Linked DNA regions of Mus musculus: all the other regions are linked to region 1. The links are chromatin contacts, called in public HiChIP or PLAC-seq and promoter capture Hi-C maps. All regions are on one chromosome and are shown on one strand. Each heading gives the region's core, a stretch centred on a gene start, on an enhancer-like site or on the middle of the called end of the contact. The rest is flanking DNA. Distances are from core to core; before and after follow the strand shown. Region 1 holds the start of Zfp143 (zinc finger protein 143). Region 2 overlaps Ctr9 (CTR9 homolog, Paf1/RNA polymerase II complex component). Region 3 holds the start of Ctr9 (CTR9 homolog, Paf1/RNA polymerase II complex component). Region 4 overlaps Mrvi1 (MRV integration site 1). Region 5 holds the start of Ampd3 (adenosine monophosphate deaminase 3). Region 6 has its middle 15 kb from the start of Gm28863. Region 7 overlaps Denn2b (DENN domain containing 2B).

Region 1 (2,668 bases), core at 95-2,594:
ATAAAAGGATGTATATTCTAAGTCCTGAGATCCTTCAAATGACATTTGAGTACCGATTATGTAACTATGCCCTGGTTAGATTAATATTTTAAAATTGTGATTTATTGGGCCTTATGTGGCATAGGCTATACAGCCTACTCTTAGCACTTAGGGATATACTCTCCGGTTAAATTCATAGCCTACTGAACTATACTGCAAACTAAAGTCTCAGATGGGGTGAGGGCAAGAGAAGGTAATACTGTAGGTTCCGACTAGATTTAGTTACAAACTCAAGTTTCTCCCGGCTATTTTTCGACTTCATCAATGACATCACCTGAAATGCAAGTGACTGACGGCTAATGCTGGTCAACCTCCTCATCTTATTGGAATATACACCTGGTACTGCGGCTACTGCACTCTTATCTGAAATGCCTTGTATTGGAAATGGCTTAAGGGTTGGGCCGAGAGGATTAAAAAAAAAAAAAAACGTACCACATGCCACAACTAATGTCTCAATAGGTTAAAGAGCCCAACAGATGCTTTCTTCATCCTTCAGTTTCACAAAACAGGGAAAGCGCATGCAAAGGACCCGAGCGACCACAAGTCCACGGACACACTAAGAGCATTCGCTTTGCCTCCCAGCGGAAGCTCGGCTCCGCCGGGATCTCCGCAGAAGCAGAAAGCTCAACCTCCCATGGCATGGTCATGCCCGGAGATTGGGGAAGGGCAGGCAGGTTCCGAACCCAGTCTCCGGCATCAGCTGCGCTAGGCACAGAGACCCAAAGCGAAGGCCTCGGCCGACTCCGAGAGCCCCTAGGGAGCGCGTGGGAGGTTCGGGCCGCCCTCCTGCCTTCCTCTAACCTTCCAATGAAATAACACTCGGCAATAGAAAGGCAAGGCCCATCCGGCCTCCGATACACGCTCCGGCAGGGCCACCGGGAGCTCCATGGGTTCCACATTAGCCCTGTAGGGAAAATGGCGCCCATCACCCTATTTCCCTCCCGGGCAATCAAAAGGACGAACCTCCCTCCCTTGCTACAAAATGGCGCCTCCCGCTGGGGCCCCAGAATCGGCATAATTCACTCGTCCGTGGGGCGGAGTGGTCCGCGATGAGCAGTTTCGCCATCCAGTCAGGCACAGAAGCTTTGATTCCGTACCTGGCGCCAGCCACTCATGAGCGGGTAGGAAGGTCAGGCAACAATGACGCAGGTGAGGTGGGCGTAGTTAGTGGCGGTTTCCTGCCCGTCAGCTAAATCTAGACCAATCGAGAGCAAGAGTCTTCCAGTGAGTGACGTAAAGACAGCCCAATGGAGGGTAGGGGCGGGACTCAGAATTGCTATGCGGGTTGCGGGGCTTGGGGGCCGGGCGGCTGTTTCCTGTCCTGGTGCATGGTGGTCGGACGAAGGAATTGTTGGAAAATTTTCTCGGAGGTTCGTATATAAATGTGTTTTTACCCAGTGTGCATTATTCTCCGCCCGGCCGCCGCCCTCAGTGCGGCGGCGCGGGCCCACTCGGGCCCCGGCTCTCCCTCCAGCTGCTTATGCTGGTCCTCAGGCCTGGCCGATCCTACGGCCGCCTTCGTAGCGCAGCCCGGGCAGAATCGGAGTTTATTAATAACCCGAGGCCGCCACTCTAGGGCGGCGGAGCCTTTCCCTCTGAGGACGCCACCCCACCCCCCTTCACCCAGCGCCCCGCCTGTCCCCTTAGGGGGCCGCTGAGGGGAGGGAGAGCAGGAGGGGAGGGTGGAGCTCTCGGGAGCCGGGAGGCTCAGCTCGACCTGACCTTCGCGCGGAGCGAGTCCCTGGGCGCTCGCTCGGTGTGGAAGCCGGTCGGACTGGGCCTCCGGGCCTCGGTTCTCAGCAGGCCCCAGCAGGGGCGCGGGGCCCGCGGCTGGGGACACGCCTGCATATCGCCCCCGGGTTTCTTCCTATTCTGATCGTAGGCACATTTATTCGTTTTCACAATTTTTTTCTTCAAAAGTCTGTGAGGCCTAACATCGAATATTCAAAAATAGTCTCTTGGAATGTTTTATAATGGGACTTTCGTTCACTCATTTTTTACTTTCTCCCTTTCATTAAACGATGTTTCAATAAGTAGAAATGAATACCACTGCCCATCTGTTTGTTTAGAATCAAGTTCTGCCTTCCCTTTTGAAATATTCAAATCATCTGGCATATTCCGTTGGGAATGTGAGAAATTGCACGTTTCAGATTGTGTTCAGTTTGGTCCTAAATTTTACTAGGAAAGATGCGTTCAGCCCTATTCGGCAAAAACTTGTGTAACATTTTAACACTTTCTTCATTCTAAGTATATAGTAAATTCATTGTGAAATGTAAAGATCACAAAACAATAAGCATAAATCTTACCCTGACATTTTGAGTATTTGGAGATGAGTCAATCGACTCTACAAATACTCTTCCCCTTTGTTTATTTTGGTTTGTTTTATCTGGGCATGGTGTCTCTGTCTATAATTCCAGCAATCGGAGTCTGAGGCAAGAGGATTTCAAGACTACTCTTTATTACAGATTTACAGCTAGCTACACACTGAGTTCCTGATCTCAAGTATACTAATAACAGCTTTTTGATAGAATATACACACGTTCAAATTCACCTAAAATAGTCCAAACTAAGTCTGGTAGTTCAACTTTGAAATCTAAGCTATCAAGGCAAAAATAGGAGAAATTTCAAA
Region 2 (2,668 bases), core at 78-2,577, 990 kb after region 1:
GGAAAAAAAAAAAAGAAAACAAAGCTCAGCCGGGCGTGGTGGCGCACACCTTTAATTCCAGCACTTGGGAGGCAGGCAGATTTCTGAGTTCAAGGCCAGCCTGGTCCACAAAGTGAGTTCAGGACAGCCAGGGCTACACAGAGACAGAGAAACCCTGTCTTGAAAAACCAAAAAAAAAAAAAAAAAAAAAAGATAACAAAGCTCTTGGTGTCTGTGAGTAGAGTACCGTCAGAGCAAAAGAGGCTTCTGAACAAAGAGGACAAGAGTAGTTAGTCCAGGCTTCAGGCTTCACGTACTAAACTGATCAGAGGGATTTGCAGAGCTCAGAGAGCACAACCCAGAGCTTGTGTTCTTAGAGACAAGCCATCCCAATCTGCAGAACCTTAGCACTGCCTTCTAGAATGCAAATTAGCCATTAGAGATAGTCCAGAAAATTACCTTGTCAGTTACCTATAACAGGATGTGTATATGCTTGTGGTCAAAAATGTTGTTTATATAAAAATTAACTCTGGGGGTTAGGGAGATGACACTATGTGTAGAAGTGCTTGCTGCATAGTCATGAGGACTAAGTTCAGATTCCTAGTACCCATGAAAAATATGTTCATTTTCTTAGTGCTGTCAGAAGTGGAGACAGGAGAATCACTGGGATAGCAAAACAGGCCATGAGGGTGGAGGGGTGGCAAGCTCCAGGTGAGAAATCCTGACCATGAGATAGGGCAGCCAGTGACAGCAAGACATATCAAGACATCTGACATCTTCTTCTGGCCCCTGTATCCACCCCTCCCTTCACACACGTGAGATACAGATCTCAGACACACACTAGAGTAAAGAGGTGAAATGAACTCAGATGTTCATTTGCAGGTTGACCAACATACTAGCTGAAGTGTGAGACTTGTATGCTCATTGACACAGATCCCAGAGGAAGATGTTAAGAGTGTGTCACCCAGAGGGCCCAGGTGTGACTTGTCATGGTGGCCATGATGAATTGATTCTGGATTGTGTCCTAAAGATAGGAGAAAGGGGTTTCCCAGCTAAGGTTGAGGCAGGCAGGCAGGCTTAAATCTCTTTACCTTTTACTCAGCACTGGTCCAAATTCCAAGTGGAAAAAGTATTTTGATCCTAGTTTTTCTGTGAACAGATTTTTATGTTGTAAATACGTAAACTGACTAATGTCAGAAGTCAACTCCAGATTAGTCTCTGAAATTAGCCAAATTGGAGTGTCTTTTCAGAGCTTTAAAACTGCTTTGAAATGCAGACACAGCATGAGAATACCTCCCTGCTGTGTTCTGTTGTCGTTTGTTTATTTTTGAGACAGAGTTTCTCTGTGTACTGGCTGTCCTGGAACTTGACCTGTAGAGCAGCCTGGCTGGAACTCAGAGATTGGCTTGCCTCTGCCTCCCGAGTGCTGGGATTAAGGGAACTCGGCAACACTGCCCGGCTCTGCTGTGTTTCTAACCAGCATTTCCTTTCTGTAGTATGAGAACTGCCTCAGAAAGTTCTATAAGCACCAAAACACTGAGGTTGTGCTCTACCTGGCCCGCGCCCTCTTCAAGTGCGGCAAGCTGCAGGAGTGCAAGCAGACTCTGCTGAAGGTAACAGGACTGCATCCGCCCCCGCCCCCGCCCCACCCCCCAAATGGCTGCCTGGCTTTTACTTGTTTACTGAATGCTTTTGGTGGCATTCAGTCATAAGAAGCTACCTGCATTGCTTTCTGTTTACAGGCCAGACACGTGGCACCCAGTGACACAGTTCTGATGTTTAATGTGGCCTTGGTCTTGCAAAGATTAGCTACCTCTGTCCTGAAAGATGAAAAAAGTAATCTGAAGGAAGTCCTTAATGCTGTGAAAGAGCTGGAGCTCGCACACAGGTGAGAGCTCTGAGGAAAGGGGCTTTACAGTGGTTTGTTGCCTTAAAACTGCCTCAGGAGATTAAAAAAAAAGATTTTCCTCAAAAGAAAAATAATAATAATAACCATTAGGGGAAAGCAAGCATTAGAGGTCTAGCTAGCAGTTTAGTTTAAGGTCAAAGCACACAGTTGCCATGTGGTGGCGCCATACTCCAGGCAGAGTCCAGGCAAGTCAGCCTTGAAGCCTGATTCCTAGAGCTGCCTGGCTGGCTGTGGGCTCTCGGGGATTTTCATTCACCTCTCAGCAGTCCGAGCCAGTGTTTTACACTTGTGAGCTGTTTCGTCTCCACTTGTGTTGGTTTCATGTTCTGTTCCAGTGTGTCTTTATGGGATGTTGATTTTCATCAAGCTAGGATTAAAGATCTTATCACTTACTGCTTAACAGATTTATTCAGCTCAGTTCAAATGTGTTTAACCTTATAGGACTTAGCAGTTCAGTGTGTGGTAGATGAAAGCTCCCATCTCTGATGATCAGCTGTGCTATTGTTCATCTCTGTTAATGTTTCTTGCCTCATCTGGTGAAGAGTAAGTGCTCTCGTGACTTCTGCCCCACCCACCGTGCTGACACAGTTAGTTAGAAAGTTTAATGTTTACTACCTGTTGCTATGGTTATTTCTTAGTTTACTGACAGTATTAACTATATTTTACCTTTCTTGATGAACTTCTGTTTATTAAACAGGGCCTTAATATGAGGATTGAGTGAAATATCTTTTATCTTCTATCTTCTTCTTCCATTTAGGTACTTCAGTTACTTGAGCAAAG
Region 3 (2,668 bases), core at 63-2,562, 970 kb after region 1:
GTAGCTTTGGCTCAGCAGAAGAAATTGGGAGAAAGAGCAGTGAATATCTTAAAAAACACTGGCTAGCAGGGATGGAGGGGGGCTCTGTTTTGAGACAGGATCTCTCTATTCTGTAACCCCAGATTAGCCTGGAACTCCATGTATAGAGTAGAATGGCCTAAATTCAGCGCTCTCCTCCTGCTCCTCCCTCCTAAGAGTTGAGATTAAAGACATGTGCCACCACACCCAGTTAAACTAACCCTTTTTATTCCCCATTTGGGGGGGGGGGTTCGAGACAGGGTTTCTCTGTAGACCAGACTGGCCTCAAACTCAGAAATCAGCCTGCCTCTGCCTCCCAAGTGCTGGGATTAAAGGTACATGCCACCACTGCCCGGCCTATTCGCTTATTTATTAAGATCCTTCCCTTGTTTATTCCAAGCACAAGAAACTATTTAATACTCTTCTATAATGAAATCATGAGCTAAAATGTTTTTGAATTCTATAATTTCATTATTTAGGTTTAATAGAATTCTTTTGATTTTATTTAAATCAAACCTAGCAGTTCCTTTTCATTGTGCTCCTAAAGAAATATAAGTACATTAAGAAATATATATAAGCCAGGTGCCCAAGCATATGCCAATAACTGCAGCAGTCAGAAGGCTGAGGTCGGGAGTTTCAAGTCAACCTGGGATACAGAATATCTCAAGAAATAAACAGGGTCTGCAAAAAGTTGCCTGGCTCCAACGCTGTCTATCTGAGTTCGAGCCCTACGACCTTCAGAGTAGGAGAAAACTGATTCCCACAAGATGTCCCCTGCCCTCCATTTGCCACACCATCGCTCGCATGTATCCATATACAAATATGTAACGCAACAAATAAAAATAATAATCCGTGCATTATTACCATAACTTCAGAATTCACTGATTATGTCTATTTAAACTAGTCACAACGACATCACCAGTGTGACTTGCACAAACTGGCTGGGACAACACAAAACGACTGTAAAGCTGATAAAAGATTGAATTATCCCCCAAGAAGCTTAAGTGGCCGAAGAGGCAAGGCACCGCCCATAGAATTCGTCACCAGAGGCCCCGCCCATAGAGGCGTGGTTTCGCCTCACCACCACCACTCCCCGCTCCGGCGCGGGTCTGTGAGGAGCTCAGTTTGGACACCTTAGCGGCAGATGCCGCGTTCCCGAAGGCGCTCGGTCACCTACGGCTGACACAACAACAACCTCAGGACTATCAGTCTTTCCAAAGAAGGACGCATCAGAGCCGCCAGGCGGGCGGAGCTCGCGTGGGACACGCCCTACTGGTAGTGCTTCCGGGACAGGGGGCGGGGCCTCCGGAAGTGGCCGGTCGCGGTCTGAAGCTCGTTGTTTCAGCGGCGGACAGCAGAGGAGAAGCTGGTCTCCGGCAGCTCCGCTGGGTGTGAGGTGTGGTAACCTCTGTAAGGCTGGAAGCCGGGACTGCGATCTGCCGAGCGGCGGGGTGAGAAGCGCCTGCTTTCAGAGCTCACCATGTCGCGGGGCTCCATCGAGATTCCCCTCCGGGATACTGACGAGGTGGGTGCCGAGTGTGCAGCGGGGGAGGGCTATGAACTTGGACGATCCCAGCGCCGATTTTGCTCCGCTTGGTTTTTGGAGGGGAGAGCCGCAGCCGAGCTTCTCGGCCCAGGCACCACTCAGCTGGTCACCTTTCTGGCCGCAAGGACTTCGGGAAAGTTCGCCTGCAGCCTGCTCCTTGTTGACAGTCGGCTGTCTTCCGAGGCGCAGGGGTGTGAGCGCCGAGTAAACCTCACCTCTTACAGAGGGGAGTCAGTGCCCCAGGGGCTACCTGCTGCTCCAACTTGGGATTTGTTTATTTTTTTAAATCTCCCTGGGTATCTGAGAGACGGCTCTTAATGCCATGGAAGAAAAGTCTGTCAAGGCACACTATTAACACAGCTCTCTGGGCGAGATAAGGGGCCCGAGATTTAGCCGCTCCTGTGTGCTGATGGCAACGACCCACTTTCATCCATGGCGTGTGGTTTGTCCGAATAAAGCTCCAGCGTTGCCTCAGTCAGACTAGATTTTACACACTTTTATTTTCGATCGAGGTAGAATTCATTTCTAAAATATGGTGGTCTTGGGTACATTCCAGAATATTTTTCTTCTAATTGTTGGTGCCCACATTTTAGGCATGTATGTGACCCACGATACTGCCTCCGTGATTTAAGTGACCGTTGGTATTCAACTTTGCCTGTCCTCTGGGATAGAGTTTCTCAAGCTCTCAGACCTATGGCATCAGTGTTTCGTTGGCCTATGGGTTGTACAAGGTTTCATTTTGGTTTTGAGTAAGCAAGTCGTTGAGAATTTTATAGTTTTAGCGATGTGAAGAACGACCAACAGGATTTGCCTGCTTTTCTATGCTTTGACCAAACCAGACTACAACCTGTTTGCCATGTGTTTCCTAAATAGGAACATGTATTAATTAGTTCACTCCATTGAAAGTGAGTACATACCCTTTGTGTATGGGCATTGATGAGTATTCAAAACACGCAGAAGAGAGAAATTGTGAATTTAAAAAGGAAACGAAACGTTTATTCTGTGTTTTAGGTCATTGAACTTGACTTCGATCAGTTACCGGAGGGAGACGAAGTCATCAGCATTCTGAAGCAGGAGCACACACAACTGCACATATGGATTGCC
Region 4 (2,668 bases), core at 90-2,589, 920 kb after region 1:
TAAGCCTCTGGCAACTTCTGTTTACTTTGTCAGCAAGAGATGTGGCTAAGGCCTGTGTGTCCCTCCAAAAGGGAGGCCACTCTGGGAACTGCATCGCCCCAGCACATACTGCAGTCTGTAAGCAGTGTGCATGCTCATCCCTCACGGGGTTGAGTTACCCAAACACTACCAGCTCTGTTACCCGTTGTTCCACCAGCTGTTGGCTAACTGGGTCTTTGCACATGACCCTGATCAGTTTTGCCCCGCCTATTCGTCTATTTACTTAATATTCTTTCAATGAGAAATGAACCAAGGTCAAAATCTGGGCTCTACCACTTACTAAATTCATGTTGTTGGGTAAGTTCCTTGTCCTTCCCTCCCTGTGCCTGATCTGTATGCTGAAGACCACAATGGCAGCTGCCTGGAAGGGTTGCCATGATAGCTTCATGAGCCACCTCTGTGAAGCACTGGCCATCATTCAGCACACAGCAGGCATTCAGTGTGTGCCAGCAACCACTGTTGCATTTACTTAAAAGGGAAACTACGTTCTATCTAAAGTGATAAGAGTCAGCAGCAGTTAACACAAACAGAGAGCTAGAAACACCATCAAAACAAGTTACTACACTCCAGCTACTGCCCACCAAAGATGCTGCACCAAGACCTACCCTCGTTTTACCAAGAAGAGAGACGAGGAAGTGTCAGAAAGCTGTTGACATCACACCGGGCTCAAATGAGGGTGAGCACTTCCCGATCTGCACAGGCCTGTCCCGGTTTTAGCAATTCTCATTCCCAAAAACTGGTCTTCAAATATAGAATCCCTCCTTGGGTACAAAAGACCAAGAGGACCTAGAAATAGGTCTGTGTGATTCCTGTTAGGTGAAGCTAGCCAGTGGCCCACTAGCAGACATCAGGCCACACAGCACATATCCACCTCTGAGAACTGCAAACTCGGAGCAGCGACCATGTTGTGTGTATTGCTCAGATAGTCCTCTCGGGAAGCCCACATTGCAAACACCACCAACAGGAAGGCTGATTAAACGTCCACAACTAACATGACTCTGCACGGTGAATCCATTTCGAAACCATTGTGCTTGAAGAATAATTAACACTACAGACAGGAGATCACCGTGGGATGTGCAACTAAGAAAAACTCAGGTCTTAGCTTTATAAAACTATAGAACAATATAAAGACTCTACAGGGCTGGGTTATATATAGCTCAGGTGGTAGGCTGCTTGCTTAGTGTTCATGTTTGTCTTCTGTTGCTGAGATAAAACCACAAACAAAAGCAACATGGGGAGAGCATAGCCAAAGCAGGAACTCAAGGCAAGACCTCCATGTAGAAACCACAGAGTAATGTTGCTTACTGGCTTGCTTCCTGTGGCTTGCTCAGCTGCCTTTCTTATAGAGCCCAGGCTCACTTACTTGGGCCCTTCCACATCAATCATCAATTAAGAAAATGCTCCCACAGACATGGCCATGGGCCAATCTAATAGAGGCAATTTCTCAGTTGAGATTCCTTCTTCCCAGGTAGACTTAGGTTTGTGTCAAGTTGACAAAAATAACTATGACTCCCTGACCACACTAAGCCCTAAGTTTGATAAGCTGTAACACATGTACTGAGAGTTAATGGTGGGTACAGAGGCATAAGATCAGAAATCCACAGTCATCTTCAGCTACCTGTTGAGTTTGAGGCCAGTCTGAGCTACCTAAGACCTGGTCTCAAAAGATAGAAAAGGGCAGAGAGGAGAAGGGCAGAGAGAAGCGTGTAGATGTAGCTCTCAAAACATGCCCAATGACACCATCTCAGGAGCTAAGCAGAGTCTGCCCTGGTCACTATTTACATGATAAAAGTATGAATAGGATATCTACTGTAATGGTGGCAATACTTATCTCCGAATGATGAGATTCTGAAGTGCTTCTTCTCTTTATAACTATTTCTGAATTTATTTTTATTCCCATTTCTATATTTCCCCCAAGAAAGTTTAGTAGGAGCAAAGACTACTTTTACTACTGGTGAATAACTGAATAAAAATTATAAATAAAGGAAAATAAGAAGTAATCAGTGCTGATTAAGACCAGTTCCTTTTGCAGTAACAGCTTTAATTATATTATTAAGTATAATTGTTATTGAAAAGATATTTGGCTGAGTTTAACATTGTTTTGACAATTTCATACACAATACATCATGATCAAGTTCACCTTCAACACTCTCCCTTATTCCCACCCCCAATTCCTGCTCCCCTCTTCTCCATTAGTCTTCATCTTCTGTGCCGTTTTAAATTTTTATTTATTTTTTGACTCACTGAGTTAACTAAGGTCGCCTCTGTAAGCATGGGTAAGGGGGTTACTTCCTAGAGTATAGGCAACTTAATGTCTACACCAAGGAAGAAAATGACACCAGATTACCATTAACTGCCAACAGTCTCAGGGAGGGGCGGAGCTTCATGAGCCCCCCGCCCCCGTCCATGATGGAATGTAGAAGGGTCCAATCCTATGCCCAAGCCCAGTCTTAGCCACCTCTTTGCATTTGTTACTGGCAGGGGGAGCTTTTCTGCCACTTGCTTTTTATTTCCCCTAGAGAAACCCCAGGCAGGGAAGGCAAGGTTTGCTCCAGGTCACAGTCCAAGGTCACAAGCTGGAGTTACCTCTGCTCAGGTGCCAGGTTCAAAGGTCTATCATGTGAGACAG
Region 5 (2,668 bases), core at 62-2,561, 710 kb after region 1:
CCAAGTTCCATTCCCAGAATCTACTCGGTGACGTATAACACTCATAACTCCAGTTCTAGGGGAGACAATGCCCTCTTTTGACTTCCTCATGCACCAAATACACAGGTATGCACAGACATATATGGGAACAAAAGGTTCATGCACATAAATAAATCTAAAAAAAATTAAGGTTCAGCAAACTAGCTAGCTTTTTGTTTCTGTTTCTGTTTGTTTGTTTTTCTGTTAGACAGGGTTTCTTTGTATAACAGAGCCCTGGCTGTCCTGGACTTGCTTTGTAGACCAGGCCGGTCTCAAACTCAAAGATAGCTGTATGCTGCTTGAGTGCTGGGATCAAAGGCATGGACCACCAAGCCTGGCCTAGCAAACTAGTTTAATCACGGTTCTTTCACCAAGCCGATCATGGGCAACTTTAAAGCAAGAAGAAAAAGATGCAGCATACTATTCATTAAAAGGAAAATAATTTTCTGGGTTGATGGTATGTGCCTTTAATCCCAGCAGTCTGGAGGCAGAAGGAGGGTCCATATAGCAAAATCCAGGTGAGCCAGGGCTGCATAGTGAGATCCTGTCGTATTTTTAAATTATTGCTTCATTTTTATCACATCTTTAACATTTTAAGTGTGCTATGTAATGTATATTAGCAGTCATGTGAGTATCATTGATAAATATGTAGATTGCAAGCATCAGGCTATGAAGTAGAAAGAATAAAATTTGGTGCTTAAATGAGACAGCTGTGAAGTGAATGAAAACTCACAGTAGCAGTAACTCTGTGAAAGAGGCACAAGTCAAAAGGTGGCTCCCCAGTGTGGCTTAAAGTGGGGGTGCTTGGGTGAGGTCACTGGTCAAGACTAAAACCACCAGCAGGCAATTAGGAGTTGGGCCTAGGAATCTCTGGTTGAGATGCACCTGCCGCTCTAGAGTATTCTGGGCCTAAGAGTTTACTAGCTTATCAGCAGGCAGGAGGCCATTAAAACCACCTGGATGGGCCTGGATTCTCTGAGTTAGCTCCAGAAATGATCCAGGGAGCTGGCATCCCGAGACTCCTCGGAGCAGGAGCAGCATAATGGAAAACCAGGCCATGGAGGCTAAGAAACCGGTCACTCTGTGGAAGTCTGTGGAAGCCAGCGGCGGCAGACACCCAGTGCTAACTTTGGGAGCTGTGTTCCAGGAAGGAAGGCGTGGTCAGCAGGCTGCAGTGCTGGGAAGAGGTGAGCAAGGGTGCACAGAAAGCTCCCGCTGGCCTTGGCAACTCAGAGGTCATTCCGGACTTTGAGGGGCTGGCATAGAAACTAGACCGCAGAAGGCTGGGAAGCAAGGAAGTGTGTGTGTGTGTGTGTGTGTGTGTGTGTGTGTGTGTGTGTGTGTGTGTGTGTGTGTGTGTGTACACGCGCGCGCCCGTGTGTGTTGGGAGGGGCGGGAAGGTGATTCAAGGGACCGGTCCAACACCTGGAGAAAACCAACGCTTGCTGGTCGGTTTAGCTACCAAGAGTAAGTGTCGTGGAGGGAACCATGCCTCTAGAATCTCGTTTTTTGGGGAAAGTCCTGGTTGGGAGGGGAGGAGGAGGTGGGCAAACACCTCGAGGCGCAGCAGCTAGATTGGTGGTAGGGAGGCTCAGAGCGGGTATCCCTGCTGGCATCTGACCCGGGACAGTGTCGCGGCCCCACGGAGCCCGGGTGGAGCCGGACTCGCTTCCGGCCGAGGACAGGGAGGCTGCCGCGCCCGGGTGCTTAGGTTTCCTGCTGGCAGCGCGGCCCAGCGCCTCGGGTAGCTTCGGGTCCTCCAGGTAGTGCGCGATCCCGCTGCACAGGCTCTCTGCCCCGCCACCGGGCCCTGCCGCACAGCGCTCAGCCTGGTCCCCACCAGTCGCGGGCTCCTGCGGGGCGGGCACGGGCTGCAAGCGCGGCCTGGTCGGGTCCAGCTCCACGTACCGGGCCGCGCAGGCGTCAGTGCGCTGCTGCCGCTGCCCTGTGCGCCCTGCCCGGCGCGGCACCTGCGCTCCAGCCCGGCAGCCGGCCCCCATGGCCCTGCCCTCCGAATCCGGTGAGTGCGCGCGATGCTGCGCCGCTGACCTTGGGCCGGCGCTCTGTGCCCAGTCCCCTCTGTGCTCAGAGACCAGAACCTCCGCAGCTCCCACCTCCAGAGCCTGTTCCCCGTCCCTACCCAGCGGTGGCCTGGGTCCTGGCCTCTGGTGAGCCTGCAGCACCTCTGGTTCCTGGCTTAGAGAAAAATCTCAAGATTTAGGGAAATTAAAGGAACCGGGCATGCTAGCTTTTGAGCTCCTGGACAAGTTTCTAGGTGCCTGAGCCTCACTGGGTGTGTTGGGCTGGGGTGAACTTCTAGGTGGAGGCAGAGGTATGGACCAGATGATGAGTCCGTTTGAGGACCCCTTTCTTACCTCCTGTCACTGGGCAAGTCACTGGGAGTACACCCTTGTGCTGTAGTAGGTTGGTTCCGCCCTTGAACTTCCTGCAGCTGCTTTAAGAGCAGATCTGCTAATGGCTGGTCTAGGCTGGCAGAGGCCTGTGATGCAAGTTTGAGAGGCCCCTTAGTAGATGTTTTCTAACGGGAGTGTCCCCAAACTGCATGTGGCTGGTGAGAAATAAGCAAAGTTACTGGAGTAAAGCTGACAGCAGTATGCCCAGTATGGTCCTGAGCAGTTGTGGGCTGAGC
Region 6 (2,668 bases), core at 45-2,544, 580 kb after region 1:
AAGTTCAGTTATGTAACTTGTAAAGGGCCAAGGCTCAGTTTTCTGTCAACTCAACTTTCAGAAAGAAAACCCACAAGTACATCTGTTTGCAAGATCTGTTAGGATTTTAGGAACCAGATTTCCAATTTTTTTTTCTTTAGTAATTTTTGTTCATTTTACCAAAGAGCAAAATCCTCCATCTTCCCCTTCATCCCTCCCTCCTCCATCTTCCCCTTCATCCGTCCCTCCTCCTCCATCTTCCCCTCCATCCCTCTACCCTCCTCTAAAAGATAAGTGTTTCAGTTTATTTTTTGATGGAAACAGAGCAGCTAAATCCAAGTGTTTCTAAGGAGCCCGACTAGAGCACCATTTTGTAATGAAATAAACTGACAGTTCACAATGCTTGTATTTCATGTGTGAGTGAATGTGTGTGTGTCTCTGTCTGTCTGTCTGCTCGCATGTGAGTGCTGCATGTTTGCATGCCACAGTGTGCATGTAGAGGTCAGAACACAATAGGTGGAAGTTGGTTCTCTCCTTCTTTAATCCTTTGGTTCCCAGGGATTAATTAAACTCAAGTCCTCAAGTTTGGTAGCAAGTAGTCTTATCCACTGAGCTATCTGGCAGGCTCCAGTCCTTACTTACTTGTCCTGCAAAGCAATTCAGCAAAGGACTGGCCTGCAAAATCCAGCACAGCACTATAATGCAAACCTTCCAACTGCAACATGCACACTAGTACTACGTAAGGCAAGGAAGATACAGGGCCAAGTGGGGGAGTGATCATAACTCTGTCAGCCCATGAGCCCAGTGCTACAGCAGCTGCTGGTTGTGATGGGACTTTCTAAGGTCTCTAACTTGCCAGGTACCTCAGCTTTAGGTTCTATTAATTCCCTTTCTCAGCCCCTACATTCTAGCTTTGGATAACATAATGGAGCAAAAACACTGCTGTGGAAACTCACTTGTCAGGCACTCCGCTACTTCACCATGTTCTTTGAGGGCCTCTCCTTTGTGAGGAAGCCGTGAACTAAAATGCCCTGACATTGGGTCACAGGCTATGAAAGATGCATAGCTAGAGCCGGTGTGATCTGGACAATCCTGCCGGCAGTCGCTGCCCTGCTCGGCTCACAGAAACCAGGAAAACTTCTGGCTTTGGACTGGGGCTTTTGGGAGAGTCTCTTTTTAAAATGCACAGAGCCCACTGGAGAGGACTCTACACTACTCACATGACAAAATGGTGGCGAGCCATCTCTAGGCCAGTGGGGTGACTCAGATGTGATTATGCCCCACACTCTGTTCTCATGCCATGCCAAAGAGTGAAAAACTGTAACCCTCTGCTGCCACCTGCTGTTTCCTTTGGAATACATTATTGGAATTAGTCTAGGCATGTGTATCAGTTGATCTTTGCCAAGTGCCTTGAGGAATTTGGGGGCTGTGAAATGTATGTTTACATAGTTCTGTACCAGCAGGTCTGCTGTGTGCTAGAATAAACTGTAGGGTCCCATGGGTGCTTGCTGTCTTTTAAGTTAGTTCAATGGCTGTCTGCCCCATCTAGTAGAATAAGCTTGGTGAGACTCCCTGAACCCAGGGAGGACCTACAGGGCCCTTGAGCAAGATCCAACCCTTAAGAATTTGAGTATCTTCCTCATGGGACAGTGATGCCATATGGGCCATAATTGAAGGCTGGCTCCTGCATAGACTGTTCTCTGAAGGACGTATCAATGGGTAGTATTCCTCGTAAGTACCCCCTGCCCTGCTCCGGAAGTGGAAATGCTCTTCCGAGTAGAGCTGGCCAGCAGGCTTCAGCTCACGTTTACTTGTGACATCATCAGATGTCTTATCTTTGCCTTCTTTGAGGAAGCTGAGGCAGATTGAGGAAGTGGCATCCCCAGGGAAATGAAGATAATACTCTTAGGTGATAGACTCTGAGTTCAGGTTAGATGTAGAGATAATGGTAAAGAGTTAAGAGTCATAAGCTTGGATGGGTCTGACAGGGGCGCTTAGTCATCTGATTGCAGGCACAGAGGACAGACATCACCTGTCTTGACAGTTCTAGAAAGTGGGATTTTCCTCTTTGCTGTCTTCAGGAAGATGCACTCACACGCACACTTCTTTCTGTTATCATCATTGATTTTGGGAATTCTTTAAATAGTGATCTTTTGTTGTTGTTTTGTTTTGTTTTTTTTTTTTTATTGGCAGAGATTAACGAGCCTGTTAGATGGATTTTCATATAAATCTGTTTATTTATTTATTTATTTTTGTTTGTTTGTTTGGCTGGTTGGTTTTTTAAGACAGGGTTTCTCTGTATAGCCCTGGCTGTCCTGGAACTCACTTTGTAGACTAGGCTGGCCTCGAACTCAGAAATCTGCCTGCTTCTGCCTCCCGAGTGCTGGGATTAAAGGCGTGCTCCACCATGCTCAGCTAAATCTGATTTTTTTTAAGTCAAATCTGATAGTTTTTAGATGACATAAAGTATTAAGGAAATGACCCTTGATAGTTTCTCCTATCAGACTGAGCCTGATAAGACCAGGTATACGATGGCTCATTACTCAATGTCTTGCGCCACAGCTCCTACTTAGGCCCACATTTATTGAATGACTGAGCTGATCACCTATGCACTCATCTGCAGAAATCCTGGAGGAGGTAGGGGTGGGGGTGGGGGAAGGGAGGAAGGAGTAGGAGGAAGGCTTCTCAG
Region 7 (2,668 bases), core at 44-2,543, 520 kb before region 1:
ACGTGGTTTGCTTATGGATCTATCAGGCTAGGTAGCCCACTAGCTTCTTCAGATTCTCCACTTTGTCTTGCTATAGGAACCTTGGGATTACAGACCATTGCTAATGCATTTGGCTTTACTTGGGTTCTGGGGAATCTGTGCTCAGGAGTTCACATTGTACAGTAAGCATTTTACACACTGTGCTATCTCCCCATTCTAAATACTCCTTAATCTCTCCTGCCAGTCTGCTCTGCTATGTGACTCTGAAAGGCTGGTCATGCTCACTTCTTTCAGGGAAAGAACAAGGCTATGGACTCTGGCCACCAGGGCTCAGCAACGTAGGCCTCATACTCAAGTAGCTCCCTCACTACAATGTCCTGGGCTGCCCTTCTCTCAGCCCTAATCTATATACCCACCCTATAAACACTGATGCTTTTCAGTACAGAGCCTACATGACAGTGGATCCCACACATTGCCAGGAAGGCAAGCATCCCTGAGGATATCCTACCTGCCTGCCTATAGGGTTTTCAACATGGTAGAAGTCCCTAGGTACACAACTAGTTCCTGAGGCAACCCCTCTGCTAAGTGCTAGTGAGAACAGAGACTAAGAAAAGCTTGAAAGCACCTTGAGGGCACAGGCCCTCACTAGCTGGCTCTCCTAAGTCCTGCCATTAACCCTCAAATCCCACAACTAAGATAATTTGGGGCAGAGCTGCAGAATGTCAAGTCTCTAAGAAAGCCCTTATTTACTGCTAATAGGAGTTTGTAAGAGCTCCTGGTTTGGTTTTCTTGCTAGAACACAAATAGTGAAGGGGGGGGGGGGAGGGCAAGATAGGATGCCCTGGAGGCACATCTCAATTGCCCAAGGCAGTTTCAACACGGCAGAAGGTCCTGAGTGCACAGCCCTCTCCTGAGGCAAAGTCCTCTGCCAACTGCTAGCCAGGACAATAGCGTCAGTAAAAGCTTGGGGACAGGCCCCGACTGCCTAGGCCAGAGCTGCATTACCTGCATGGGTGGGTGGTTGTACTTCCTGTCTTGGGGACTCCACATCCTGTGCAAAGAGTCCAAGGAGTTCTCAGACAGTTGCTGGGATTTTCGTCCAGCTCTCCGGTTCTTTAAGTCCACATCCTCGTAGGGATTCTCCTTGGGAAGCCCTCCTGCAGAGGAGGCAAAGTTAGAGACAAGAAGGAAAGAATGAGAGAGTGAGAGATATACACACAATTCCTGTGAAGCACAGAGAATATCTTCAGCCTGGCCCTTCAGCTCATGAGTCACGCAGCTGCCTGTCTGCAGTGGGGAGGCTACAAACAGATCTTGGCTCCAAGTGCAGAAGCTGAGGCCCCCACTCCCCACCTCCAGTTCAGCTCAGCTCAGCTCAACTCAGCCCTGTCTGGCCACTGCTTTATAAATTAGGGATTGCACAAGACTGGCAGAGGACAACGCTGACACTACAAGCTCTAGCCTTCTGCTGGTAAAGCCCCCGAGATTGGCTTCTGGAAAGGCTTTCTGAGATCCCATAGCCGCCCCTTTACTCAGCTCTCTGTGGGTCTCCTGGGTCCAGTTTTAGGGGTAAGTATGAAAGAACTCAAAGGAGTCGAGGGAGCAGAGCTTTGCTAGATCCTCCTCTGACCTACTCCTACGTCTCCAAGTCTTGCAGGAAGAGATACTGTCTTGGGCAACCAGAGGGCCGAGTAGCCCTAGTGAGTGCTCAGTGAGACTTTGTTCATCCCTTTCTCTGAGCATGTCAGCTACCGCTTCTACGGGTAAGCTCAGCAGAGAGAGGATCCTCATTGTTCCCCATTTGGCAGAGACTTTTCCACGGTGACATGGGAGTGTGAAAGGCTTGGAAGGAGTCCAGGCCAAAAGAAAGGAAGAGAGTTCTTGCATCTCAGGACCAGTTTCTAAAATCTCTGGCAGTATGCTCTATATTGACACTACCAGAAAATCTTAGGAAAGCCCCAAACATAGTCCCTGCCCAAGACTATAAGATTTTTGAGATTCATCCTTTTCTAAGTTACACCTTCCTATGCCATCCCCTCTCCCATGAGGATGCTTCCTTCCTCCTTCCTTCCTTCTTCCCTTCCTTCCTTCCTTCCTTCCTTCCTTCCTTCCTTCCTTCCTTCCTTCCATCCATCCATCCATGTAAGTACACTTGCTCTCTTCAGACACAACAGAAGAGGGCATCAGATCCCATTATAAATGGTTGTGAGCCACCAACATGTGATTGCTGGGATTGAACTCAGGATCTCTGAAAGAGCAGTCAGTGTTCTTAACCTCTGAGCCATCTCGCCAGCCCTAATGAGGCTTTTCTAACACACAGTAAAACCAAGGAGTCATGTTGCGTCATCAGTCTAAGCTTAATCCCAGCACTGAAATCATGATGGTAACAAGATCCAGAGACTCCTTACCAATACAACCCTCACTTCCCCTCTGTTGTCTTGCCCTAGACTCAATGCTACTGTTTGGGACCTCTGTGGCAGATAGCATGCCCAGGGAAGGATTTGCTCCTACATTGTGAACAGGACTGAGTTTGGGCAAATGCTGAGCCCCATGCCTACCCTGCAGATGCCTGCATGTATCTTACCTCCACTCCTACCAGACTGAAAAAGGAGGCTGCTGGCATTGCAACTCACTTAACAGGGTACAGTAGAAAATGCAAGCCCAGCATGCTTAGCGATTCCTCATGAAG

What was found. Promoter capture Hi-C pulls out the DNA fragments that hold promoters and counts their contacts. HiChIP or PLAC-seq counts read pairs in DNA pulled down with a chosen protein or histone mark.
Region 2: an H3K27ac HiChIP or PLAC-seq map of embryonic stem cells shows a contact between it and region 1, with 3 times the contacts expected there. The contact joins the enhancer-like site here to the promoter of Zfp143 in region 1. A contact is called at or near these places in 5 of 39 promoter capture datasets (cranial neural crest, embryonic stem cells, frontonasal cranial neural crest and 2 more), 4 of 484 Hi-C or Micro-C datasets (cerebellum, differentiating embryonic stem cells, embryonic stem cells and 1 more) and 10 of 115 datasets of contacts at active chromatin or transcription factors (acute myeloid leukemia, astrocytes, embryonic hindbrain and 6 more).
Region 3: a promoter capture Hi-C map of pre-B cells shows a contact between it and region 1, with 12 times the contacts expected there. The contact joins the promoter of Ctr9 here to the promoter of Zfp143 in region 1. A contact is called at or near these places in 14 of 39 promoter capture datasets (3T3-L1-derived adipocytes, the C10 cell line, the HPC-7 cell line and 9 more), 2 of 484 Hi-C or Micro-C datasets (B cells and CD4 T cells), 4 of 115 datasets of contacts at active chromatin or transcription factors (astrocytes, bone marrow-derived macrophages, epiblast stem cells and 1 more) and 2 of 9 other capture datasets (adipose tissue and liver).
Region 4: a contact with region 1 is called in a promoter capture Hi-C map of neutrophils, with 5 times the contacts expected there. The contact joins the enhancer-like site here to the promoter of Zfp143 in region 1. A contact is called at or near these places in 4 of 39 promoter capture datasets (hippocampal neurons, liver and neutrophils) and 2 of 115 datasets of contacts at active chromatin or transcription factors (large pre-B cells and memory CD8 T cells).
Region 5: a contact with region 1 is called in a promoter capture Hi-C map of erythroid cells, with 8 times the contacts expected there. The contact joins the promoter of Ampd3 here to the promoter of Zfp143 in region 1. A contact is called at or near these places in 1 of 39 promoter capture datasets (erythroid cells) and 1 of 115 datasets of contacts at active chromatin or transcription factors (pancreatic cancer cells).
Region 6: an H3K27ac HiChIP or PLAC-seq map of T-cell acute lymphoblastic leukemia shows a contact between it and region 1, with 2.6 times the contacts expected there. The contact joins the enhancer-like site here to the promoter of Zfp143 in region 1. A contact is called at or near these places in 14 of 39 promoter capture datasets (the 3T3-L1 cell line, 3T3-L1-derived adipocytes, the HPC-7 cell line and 9 more), 2 of 15 datasets of contacts at CTCF or cohesin (the NIH/3T3 cell line and pro-B cells), 7 of 484 Hi-C or Micro-C datasets (the HPC-7 cell line, cortical neurons, embryonic stem cells and 3 more) and 11 of 115 datasets of contacts at active chromatin or transcription factors (the SCID.adh cell line, T-cell acute lymphoblastic leukemia, embryonic forebrain and 5 more).
Region 7: a contact with region 1 is called in a promoter capture Hi-C map of 3T3-L1-derived adipocytes, with 2.3 times the contacts expected there. The contact joins the enhancer-like site here to the promoter of Zfp143 in region 1. A contact is called at or near these places in 3 of 39 promoter capture datasets (the 3T3-L1 cell line, 3T3-L1-derived adipocytes and the C10 cell line), 1 of 484 Hi-C or Micro-C datasets (embryonic stem cells) and 2 of 115 datasets of contacts at active chromatin or transcription factors (microglia and stem cell-derived neural progenitor cells).

The regions. Positions count from the first base shown.
Region 1 is chr7:110,060,367-110,063,034 of GRCm38.p6, forward strand. It overlaps Zfp143 (zinc finger protein 143), which reads left to right and starts at 1,345. Exons shown (of 16, transcript NM_001374618.1): 1 at 1,345-1,409.
Region 2 is chr7:111,047,789-111,050,456 of GRCm38.p6, forward strand. Ctr9 (CTR9 homolog, Paf1/RNA polymerase II complex component) reads left to right here. Exons shown (of 25, transcript NM_009431.2): 17 at 1,476-1,592; 18 at 1,722-1,867; 19 at 2,646-2,668. Among named protein-coding and RNA genes, the nearest start is that of Ctr9, 20 kb to the left of the region's middle. Within about 2 kb of position 1,328, at least 12 of the 459 cell types and tissues checked have an H3K27ac peak or open chromatin away from gene starts, as enhancers often do. A contact at or near this core is called in embryonic stem cells and liver, where this site is marked.
Region 3 is chr7:111,027,639-111,030,306 of GRCm38.p6, forward strand. It overlaps Ctr9 (CTR9 homolog, Paf1/RNA polymerase II complex component), which reads left to right and starts at 1,313. Exons shown (of 25, transcript NM_009431.2): 1 at 1,313-1,543; 2 at 2,576-2,668. The coding sequence starts at 1,499.
Region 4 is chr7:110,976,887-110,979,554 of GRCm38.p6, forward strand. The region is part of intron 1 of Mrvi1 (MRV integration site 1); the gene reads right to left. Among named protein-coding and RNA genes, the nearest start is that of Mrvi1, 4.2 kb to the right of the region's middle. Within about 2 kb of position 1,340, at least 44 of the 459 cell types and tissues checked have an H3K27ac peak or open chromatin away from gene starts, as enhancers often do. A contact at or near this core is called in memory CD8 T cells and neutrophils, where this site is marked.
Region 5 is chr7:110,766,895-110,769,562 of GRCm38.p6, forward strand. Ampd3 (adenosine monophosphate deaminase 3) reads left to right here and starts at 1,312. Exons shown (of 15, transcript NM_001276301.1): 1 at 1,312-1,485. It also overlaps B430319F04Rik.
Region 6 is chr7:110,644,262-110,646,929 of GRCm38.p6, forward strand. No RefSeq gene overlaps it. Among named protein-coding and RNA genes, the nearest start is that of Gm28863, 15 kb to the left of the region's middle. Within about 2 kb of position 1,295, at least 43 of the 459 cell types and tissues checked have an H3K27ac peak or open chromatin away from gene starts, as enhancers often do. A contact at or near this core is called in the NIH/3T3 cell line, the SCID.adh cell line and T-cell acute lymphoblastic leukemia, where this site is marked.
Region 7 is chr7:109,544,093-109,546,760 of GRCm38.p6, forward strand. Denn2b (DENN domain containing 2B) reads right to left here. Exons shown (of 20, transcript NM_001001326.1): 5 at 985-1,136. Among named protein-coding and RNA genes, the nearest start is that of Snora3, 25 kb to the left of the region's middle. Within about 2 kb of position 1,294, at least 88 of the 459 cell types and tissues checked have an H3K27ac peak or open chromatin away from gene starts, as enhancers often do. A contact at or near this core is called in 3T3-L1-derived adipocytes and microglia, where this site is marked.